Linked DNA regions of Mus musculus: region 2 is linked to region 1. A link is a contact called in public HiChIP or PLAC-seq data. All regions are on one chromosome and are shown on one strand. The core of a region is the stretch at or near the end of the contact, and the rest is flanking DNA. Distances in the headings are between cores, read along the strand shown. Region 1 holds the start of Kcnc3 (potassium voltage gated channel, Shaw-related subfamily, member 3). Region 2 holds the start of Trpm4 (transient receptor potential cation channel, subfamily M, member 4).

Evidence for each region. HiChIP or PLAC-seq counts read pairs in DNA pulled down with a chosen protein or histone mark.
Region 2: a FOXA1 HiChIP or PLAC-seq map of pancreatic cancer cells shows a contact between it and region 1. The contact joins the promoter of Trpm4 here to the promoter of Kcnc3 in region 1.

Annotation. Positions count from the first base shown.
Region 1 is chr7:44,589,018-44,593,560 of GRCm38.p6, forward strand. It overlaps Kcnc3 (potassium voltage gated channel, Shaw-related subfamily, member 3), which reads left to right and starts at 1,869. Exons shown (of 4, transcript NM_008422.2): 1 at 1,869-2,741. The coding sequence starts at 1,869.
Region 2 is chr7:45,330,789-45,335,407 of GRCm38.p6, forward strand. It overlaps Trpm4 (transient receptor potential cation channel, subfamily M, member 4), which reads right to left and starts at 2,992. Exons shown (of 25, transcript NM_175130.4): 1 at 2,899-2,992; 2 at 2,594-2,664. The coding sequence starts at 2,922. It overlaps Hrc (histidine rich calcium binding protein), which reads left to right and starts at 4,481. Exons shown (of 6, transcript NM_010473.2): 1 at 4,481-4,619.

The DNA of each region.
Region 1 (4,543 bases), core at 619-3,118:
ATACCTAGAGGAGGGGGACAAAGACCCAAAGGAGAAAGGAGAGATCCACATATAGAGACATGGAGAAACAGATTTAGAAAAGAGAAACCGGATACGTAGAGTGGTGGGGACAGGTAGGAGGACAGAGACAGCGGAGAAAGGTGACAAACACACATTAGCGGGAACGGGTCTGGAGACGGGAATACGAACCCGCGTAAAGCCTGCAGAGGAAGGCGAGGAGCCAGCGACCGCCGCAGCCCGTGACCCGCCCTCTTCGTTCCCGCAGGCGCCTCCTCCCGCTGCAGCCCCCGCCGCAGCCACTGCACTCGCGCACTGCCGGCCCTGCGCCTAAGACCGCCCAGAGGGCGGGGCCTACCCGCTCGGAGGTGTGAGGTCTTTCCTCTGGCTTCTCACTTTTCCCTCCATAACCCCGCCCCTTCCCAATGGTCCCGTCTGACCTCGTGGCTGAGAGGCTGTTGTCCGTGCTCCCGGTGGCGCTCTTTCCTGCATGCCTGGTCCCCACTCCTTTACCCATCTCTTGGCCCTTCTGTCTGCACTCTTTGTTGTCTACGCTTCATCCCCTTTCTTCCACCAGCTGGCAACTTTTGCCCCTTCCCTAAGACGTAGTGGACCATCCTCCGGGGTCTCTACCAATGAATCTCTCTATTCCAGCCCACCCCCAGCCCCGTGCCCAGCAATGAGTGTCCTTCCCCTAACAGGCATCTCATTTCCAGAACTCCATCCCACCAGCCTGGAGGCTTCTGGCTCTCTAAATGCTCATTTTTAGCGCCCCACTTTGCCATCCACTTACTAGTCGCATCTTCCTCTGGACTATTGAAGGTGTTTCATATAAGATATAGACCCTGTCCATCTGCCTGTGTCTCCCATTCGTCCGGATCCTCTTCGCCCAGGTCTAACCCCGTCTAACGAAGTCCAAATTTGCAACATCCAGTTGGACATGGTGGTGCTCATCTGTCATCTCAGCTACTTGGGATGCTAATGTTGAAGCAGGAGGACAGCGAACCTAAGACCTCCCTCAACTCCACAACTTGCAGCCTCCGCCCCTCCCCAGCTTTCATCCAGAGGCTCCCAGGCCTCGCCTTCCTTCCTTTACCATAGCGTCCCAGTATCTTCCGCTTCGACTGTCTCCTGTGAGTTTTTTTATTTAATCAAGTTCCAACTCCACCTCTAGTTCCCTTGTACCGCCCTCACCCCAGTTGAGACCCTCCCCCCTCATTGTCGCGGCCCAATAAGGATTGTTAATAATCTCTTGGGCTCGCTGCATCCAATTACTCCTACTTTCCCGTTCATTTGCCTTTTCAGTGCAGGTCCCGCCTGCCCGGGCTCTAGGCAATTTGTTTTCTTTTTGTCAGCTTCTCTTGTTGTGACTTCTTTCCCCCCACCCACCACCCCCCAACCCGTTCCTCACCCCTACCCCCACCAGAATTGATAGGCCTTTTTTTTTCGAGGCAGAGTCTCATGCAGCCCAGGCTGGCCTCTATCTCACTTTGTAGCATGACCTTGAACGCCTGATCCCCCTTCCTTCACGGTACCTGGCTCTTTCCCATACCTGGCTCTGAGGTCTCCATTTTCGCTGTGCTGCTGAGTTAGGCATTTTTAGGGTCCCCTTGACGCCCCGCCCTCTCCTAGGTAGGATCCAATCCCTGAGCTTTCTGTGCAACCCCACCTCCTCTAGCTAGGCTGGGTCGGAGTCTGCCTAGCCGTGGCCCCGCCCAGTCGCTCAGCCCAATCAGCTCGTGCCCTCCCTCCACCTGCCCAATCACACCCTCCCATCCATTCATCGCCTCCTCCTGTCCAATCACGTCTGCCTCTCTACCCGGGCCCCGCCCCCGAGACCCTGCCCCCTCCCAGCCCCGCCTCCCTGTCCAATGCTCAGTTCAGTGTGCGTCTGGTCGTTCCGCGGGCGCCAGGGGACCGGCAAGCAGCAGCCTCAGCCGGTGCCAACGCCGCAGCCGCCTGAGTCCTCACCGCCGCCTCTGCCGCCGCCGCAGCAGCAGCAGTGCTCTCAGCCCGGCACTGCCGCCTCCCCGGCGGGTGCCCCGCTTTCCTGCGGGCCTGGGGGCCGGCGTGCCGAGCCATGCCCCGGGCTGCCGGCGGTGGCCATGGGGCGGCACGGCGGCGGCGGCGGCGACAGCGGTAAGATCGTGATCAACGTGGGCGGCGTGCGCCATGAGACGTACCGCTCCACGTTGCGCACCCTGCCAGGGACCAGACTGGCCGGGCTGACCGAGCCCGAGGCGGCCGCGCGCTTTGACTACGACCCGGGCACGGACGAGTTCTTCTTCGACCGTCACCCGGGCGTCTTCGCCTACGTGCTCAACTACTACCGCACCGGCAAACTGCACTGCCCGGCCGACGTGTGCGGGCCGCTCTTCGAGGAGGAGCTGGGCTTCTGGGGCATAGACGAGACGGACGTGGAGGCCTGCTGCTGGATGACCTATCGCCAGCACCGTGACGCTGAGGAGGCACTGGACTCTTTCGAGGCCCCGGACTCCTCGGCCAACGCCAACGCCAACGCCGGAGGCGCGCACGATGCGGGACTGGACGACGAGGCGGGCGCAGGAGGCGGCGGCCTGGACGGGGCAGGCGGCGAGCTCAAGCGTCTGTGTTTTCAGGACGCGGGCGGAGGTGCCGGAGGACCTGCCGGGGGCGCGGGCGGCGCGGGCGGCACCTGGTGGCGGCGCTGGCAGCCCCGTGTGTGGGCGCTTTTTGAGGACCCCTACTCGTCGCGGGCTGCCAGGGTGAGCGCGCTCTCCGAGCACTCCTAATTATCCCAACCGCTCTGTTTCCGGAGCACTCCATCCCAGTGTCCCTCCTCCTCTTGAGCCCTCCAGTTCTCTGGAAGCCCTTCCTCCTTGCAGCTGGAGTTCCCTGCACCCCTGCAAACACACCCCTCTCTTTAGACCACCCTTCCAAGGACACCTCCCGAAAACTTAAGCGTCCCTGGGACCTTCTAAACCCCAACTCGCTGCTGCTCCTAGTCATCATAGATCCTGGGGAACAGCTTCCTAGCTGGATTTCCCTGACAGTCCTACCCCACCTTTCTCACACACCTTCTGAGACCTTTGGCAGGTCCCCAGAATGGCCTCAGCCTCTTCAAAACTTCTCCCACTGTCCCTTGAACACTCCAAAGCCATTTTCTTATTCCCGATCCTCAGTGTCCCAGGTCCCACCCATCTCCAGACCCTCTGAAGTTCCATCTCCATCTCTCCCTCCTTGGAGCCCTCCCTCATTCTCCCTGGGCCCAACTCCTAGATCTGTTTTTCTCTCAACTTTGGGCCTCCTGGCTGTTTGTGATCTTCTGCTCTTAGCTCTCAAAAGTTCTAGAAGATCTCCGCCCCCCAAGGAACCCTCAGAGCCTTCTGAACCTCCAAACTACTGGTCCTAGTCAGGACAGTTTCCCACAATCTAGCTGAGTGTGTGCTGGGGGTGGCGTCTTCCTTTCTAAACCCTTAAATCCTTCACCGTCTTTACCAGCCTCCTTCAAAGGACTTCCTCCCTCGAGTCCAGCAGGTTCCACTCCTGTGTCTCCAAAAGAGCCCTATGTTATACTTATCCTCTCCAGTACCCCCAGTATGTGTGTCGTTCCCCCCCCTCCCACCGAATTGCTCACAGTTCGTATATCCTTCCCTCCAACTGCACACCTGCCCTGTGTCTCCGGGATTAATTTCATTTCCATCCCTCCTTCCCCGGTTACTTTCTCATTCTGCCAAGTGACTTTCAGAAGTTTGTGTCACCTCAAATCCAAGTCATCAACCCAGAAATTTCTCAATTCTCACCCCAGCCCCTCCTGGGATAGCTCAACCCGCAAGGTTCTCCTCTCCCAGCCTTGCTCCCCTCACCCTCTCACCCCCACTTCCCCACACCCCCTACCATCACTCTTCTGTTTGCTTCCCCTGGTGTAAACCCAGAACCCTCCGCGGTCCTCCTCTCTTCTCCACCCTCTCCTTTCTTAGAAACCCCAGAGTCCCTCAAAGAGCTCTCCTGGAAGTTTATAAGCCTCAGTAACTTCCCAGGCCTCATGAAGACTCTCTTGATAGCTCTGGTCATAGTTTCTTTTCTCCCCCCGCCCCTTCCTGAAACTTCCTTTGGGCCAAGAGACCCTGGAACGAGGTATGTGGGAATAGCTTGGGGGTGAGTTCAGGAAAAGAGGGGGCATTAGCAAAAGTGGGTAACGGGAGAGCCATTCTCCACTCGCCCCCGCCCCCCACCGTGCTGCGTCCTGGGCCAGGAAGGACGCTGAGCCGCAGTGCCGCATTCGTACTGCGGGGGGGAGGGGGGGGAACAAAGTGGGGGGAACGGAGGCTTCACATAAAGTTTAGTCCCTGAGAAGCGCTGAATTGGCGACATTTGGGGTTGAGTTGGGGGGAAGGGGAAAGTAAGAGGGGCAGGAGGGACATGGCCCCAGATGCTCCTTTGGGCCTCTGAGCATCTCCTCCCCCACTCGATGGCCTGAGTAGTCCTTCATTCTTTGACCCCATTGAAGGGTGCTGAAACAGAGATAGATTCTTTGGGTGACAGTCAGATTAGGGGTTGAGAATTG
Region 2 (4,619 bases), core at 1,742-4,241, 740 kb after region 1:
GCTCCTTAGACCCTAACCTAATGACTTAAGCGGAGCTCAGGGGAGAAAGTGCCCACCTTGAGCACAGAAGGACTTGAGTTTATCCCTAGGACCCATAAACAAGTTGCAATCCCAGTGCAGGGGAGAAGAAGACAGAAGGATCCCCGGGGCTAGCCAGGTCACCCCCACGCTAGTGAGAAACACTGTCTTACAAAACAAGGCACACGGCGCGTGGGGAACACTTCCTGAGGCCATCCCCTGGCCTCTATATGCACGAGGGCACACATTTGCACCTGCACTCAGGAGCACACACAAAATTAAATCAAACGAAAACTCCGTTTCTAGTCACACAGTTCATCGCTCAGGGCTCTGTCACTGATACTAGTCACCGTACTCAATGTGGACAGTGAGCATCACTGTCACAGAAGAAAGTAGGTTCTGGTCCCATGGTGCTGGCAACCTTTCCCTTGCCCGCCTGCCTCCTGTCACCTTTGCTCCGTGTGGCTGTGAGGCACAATGGCTCCATTCAAGTGTCATCTCACTGTCAGAAGGTGAGACATTCCACTGGCCACCATGGAATGCACCCCTTCTGGAAACCTTGGCCTGGTCCTTCCTCTCCTCAAAACTGTAATGCACCTCTCATGGTGTCTTTCTTTTCCCTCTGCTTCCCTCAGAGCACCCAGGATCCATGCTAGCCTCCTGGCTACCCCTCAATGACACGCTAGCCCATCAACCCCAGAGGCCGAGAGAGACAGTTAAGACACTTCAGCAGCCGCTAGCACTTGTCTTAAAGGTGTTAAGAGATGTGTGTGTGTGGGGGGGGGGTGTTGGGTGAGTGTTTTGGTTTTTAATTTTGTGGGTGAGGATTTGCCTGCATGTGTGTCTGTGTACCGTAGGTGTGCAGTGCCTGTGAAGGCCAGAAGAGGGCGTCAGATCCACTGGAATGGGAGTTACAGGTGGTTGTGAGCTGCCTGGGCAGTGCTGGGCACTGAGTGCTTGTCTATAACAGCAGCCAGAGTTACTAACCACGGGACCATCTCTACAGCCCCTGGTGGCTTTCTGGTGCTCAGGTTTCTTGGGTTTGGGTTTTTGGTCCTGGGAACGGAACCCAACACATGCTAAGTATGTGTGCTACCCCTGAATTACACCCTAAGCCCAGAGGTGTAAGAAGGAAAGAAGAGGAAGGCGAGAGAGACAGGGGGCCTTTGTATTTTCCTCACCTGCCTCCATGGATTCAATCTCCACCTATAGCTGGGACCTCAGACCCCAGTATGAATCTCACTCTTCTGCTAAGTACCAGCAGGGTCCCAATCCTCCCCTGCCCGTCTCCAAGGCCCATCATGTACACAGAAGGACCGGCACTCAGCATCCCCTTCCAAACCTGCTTCTTCTCCTGGGCTCATCATCTTGGTGATGGTCCCAATCTCTTCTCACCTTTCTGAATTCCTACCCGCCCTCACGCAGCCCCAGGAAACCACACTCGGGATGGCCTCTGAGAGCCCATGAGGTCTACCACCAACCTTCCCACTCACAACACTCTTGACAGCCTGAACTCTGCTCTACTTTCAAGCCACGCTGGGCTGTCCTTAGGGAGGACTTCGACCGAGCACTTCCAAGGCCCAGAGCCACCTTCAAAGCACCACACTGCACCATCTTTCCAATGACACCTGTAGCCCACCAGCTCCCATCTTGTCCCACTGACTTTAGTCACGCTGTCTGTGACCCTCTGCCAGACCCACCAGTAAACCAGTATCTCTGTTTATTTATACAACATTTTCCTGTCCCACACTGGTGGGACAACAGGCTCCTGATAAAGTCACACTAAGGAAATCAGGTGTCACTGCCCCAAGGCCAAAAGTCTACCCTGAGAACTGAGTTAAAGCTGGACCCCGCTAGGGAGACTAAGCATGCAGCCAAGAAGCCTATAGGGCTTGCTCCTGTCCCCTGCCACCTACAGCACAGCACAGCTTGCAGTGGCAATTGCCCTCTTCTTCTCATGGGAGTTGCAGATATTCCCGGATGTTTATTAGATGTTATTAGGTGATGGGCAGAGTTCCAGAAATGTCCCAGAGTGACCTTGTTTAGTTTGCACAGCGGCCCCAGAAGGGAGGAGCTGTTCTGTGCCCAGGTGACAAGCGCAGCCCTAGAAGGGAATTACTATCCCAAAGCTGCAGAGCTATGTAAGGCTGGCAGGGCTGTGTGGCTATGCTCGCTGAGCCGGGATGACACAGAAAGCCGAAGCAGAGACAAATGACACAAAGAGACAGAGACACAAAGACACAGAATGGATCCCCACCTAGAGGGGAATGAAGAATTCGGGGCGTGCCCTAAGCAGGGTGGCCCAAAACAAGGGCAGGGGGAGGGGTCTGTCTCAAGTGAAGGCGGGAAGGTCCTTAGTGGGCGGGGTCTGAGTGTGTTGAGCTGAGACTTCTGTGGTGGGTGGGGTGTGTCTGTGCACCAAGACCTCCTGCGGTAGGCAGTGAAGGTCAGTCTGTGGTGGGCACCCTTGTCTGCGTTGAGTGGGGCGAGTCCAGTCTATGGGGGCGGAGCCTGTCTGCAGTGGGGCAGGGCCCGCGAACCTACGCTGCCAGGTCAGCAGCCCCGAACTGCTCACCCCGCATCATCGGAGAGGTCCACTATGAACGTCGTGCACACCTTCTTCCTGAAGATCTTAGGGATCCAGCTCTGAGAACCGGAACAAGAAGGGCAGGGCAGGGAGTCGAGTCAGACCCACAGGATTCGAAGACAACCCCGCGCGCCCACGGGACACACTGGGAACTCCTCCCTCGGGCTCAGCCAGGAACCCACGCAGCTCGGTCTGGGAACTCCTGGTCCAGCCACTGCAGCATCTGACCCGGATCCCCGGAGCTGGCTCCGCCTCTGGACCCCACTCACTCCCAGCCCCACGCTGTGCGATACCTGCTCCTTCTCCGGCCCCACCATGCTGCTGCCGCAGCCCCTGAGGCTCCGTGTATTTCCTCCAGCCGCCGACCCGCCCGACCAAACCGGATCCGCAACTTCGCAGCCCAGCCCGGGGCGGGGAGTCCCGGGACACGTCACGGGAGGCGGGGAGAGGGCGGCTGCGGAGGAGGGACAAACTCTGCTGCCAAACCAGTGATGGGGTCGGTTTGGGGGACAAGAAAGACCGAGAGTTGGAAGGCAGAGCAAGCGGAGGAACGAAGGAAGCAGAGTGGGGCACACGATAGATGTCAGCCATGGGACAAACATAGATTCGGAGAGACAGAGACTGAGAGAAAGACCCAGAGAGAGAGAGACAGAAACTAAGAGAGGGACCCAGAGAAAGAAAAGGGGGCAGAGACCCAGAGAGAGAGAGAGAGAGAGAGAGAGAGAGAGAGAGAGAGAGAGAGAGAGAGAGAATATGAAGACAGCAATACAGAAAAAGAATGAGATATCCAGAGATAGTTAGAGACAGATAGAAATACAAAGTGATAGAGCAACAGAGTCCCAGATTCAGAGAGGAGAGACAGAGAGAACAGAGACACAGAGAGAACTAGAGAGAGAGACACACACACAGAGACAGAGATACAGGGAGAAAGAGAGAGACAGAGAGAGAGAAAACACACACACACAGAGGAGAGACAGAGACAAACACAGACACACACACAGAGACAGACAGACACACAGAGAGACAGGCACACACACACAGAGACAGACAGACACACACAGAGAAACAGACAGACAGACACACACACACAGAAAGAGAGAGAGAGAAGAATCAAAGAGAAGGATCAGGGAAGACACAGTAGGAGAGGAGAGGTTAGAATCCTGAGAAGAAACACGGAAGCTCAGAACAGTGACTATAATGGGGGGGGGGGGGTTGACTCATAAAGGACAAAAACTCAAAGACGGTGGATATACTGACAAGTGTGGGGTGGGTGACACTGACCAGCAGAGAAGGCAGTGACACCTGTTTGCAGCCAAGTCCCTTTGGTGGGGACAGCTGAGGCCTAGTAACCTGAGCCCCCAGCACCTCCCCCCTGTTGTATTTATAGCACTGGTCTGGTCCCCTGTCCCCAGATCTGAGTTCCAGTGAGAGGAGGTCATGGGGTGTTGGGCACAGTATTCCTTCACTGTCTTCCACAGCTTCTGCAGGACACCACTGTCACACCGAATGTCCCATTCTGCCTGCACGCTTCCCAGTGTTTACCTTGCAGGGGGCCCTCTGCTCCTGCATCCTCCTCTCCCAGAGCCCCAGGCTTTCCCAGCAAGACACTCTAAACGTTCAGCCTTTGTGCTAAAAATGCCAAACTTGAGCTTGTCACGTCCCTGCCTCCCCCCCCCCGCCCCCGCCATGAAGACCCCTCCACCACCCAGTCCTGAGCCAGAGGAACAGGAGGGGAGGGGCAGGCAGGGAGTGACCAGAATAACTTAGGCTCTGGATAAATTTAGCAGCAAGAAGGGGAGGGGACAGACCCCATTGGTCCAGCAGTGGGAAGGGAGGTCCTGGAACCAGGGTCACAGCTGCAAAGGGGACATCCTCAGAGGGTCATCCAAGACCTGAGGAAGATAGAGAGGCAGAGAGTGGGAGCTATACCACGACAAAAGGGACAATCTGAAAGTCAAAGCCAAAAAGGCACAAGGACCCATCAGAGGCAGCTGAAGCCAGCCTGGTCAGACGC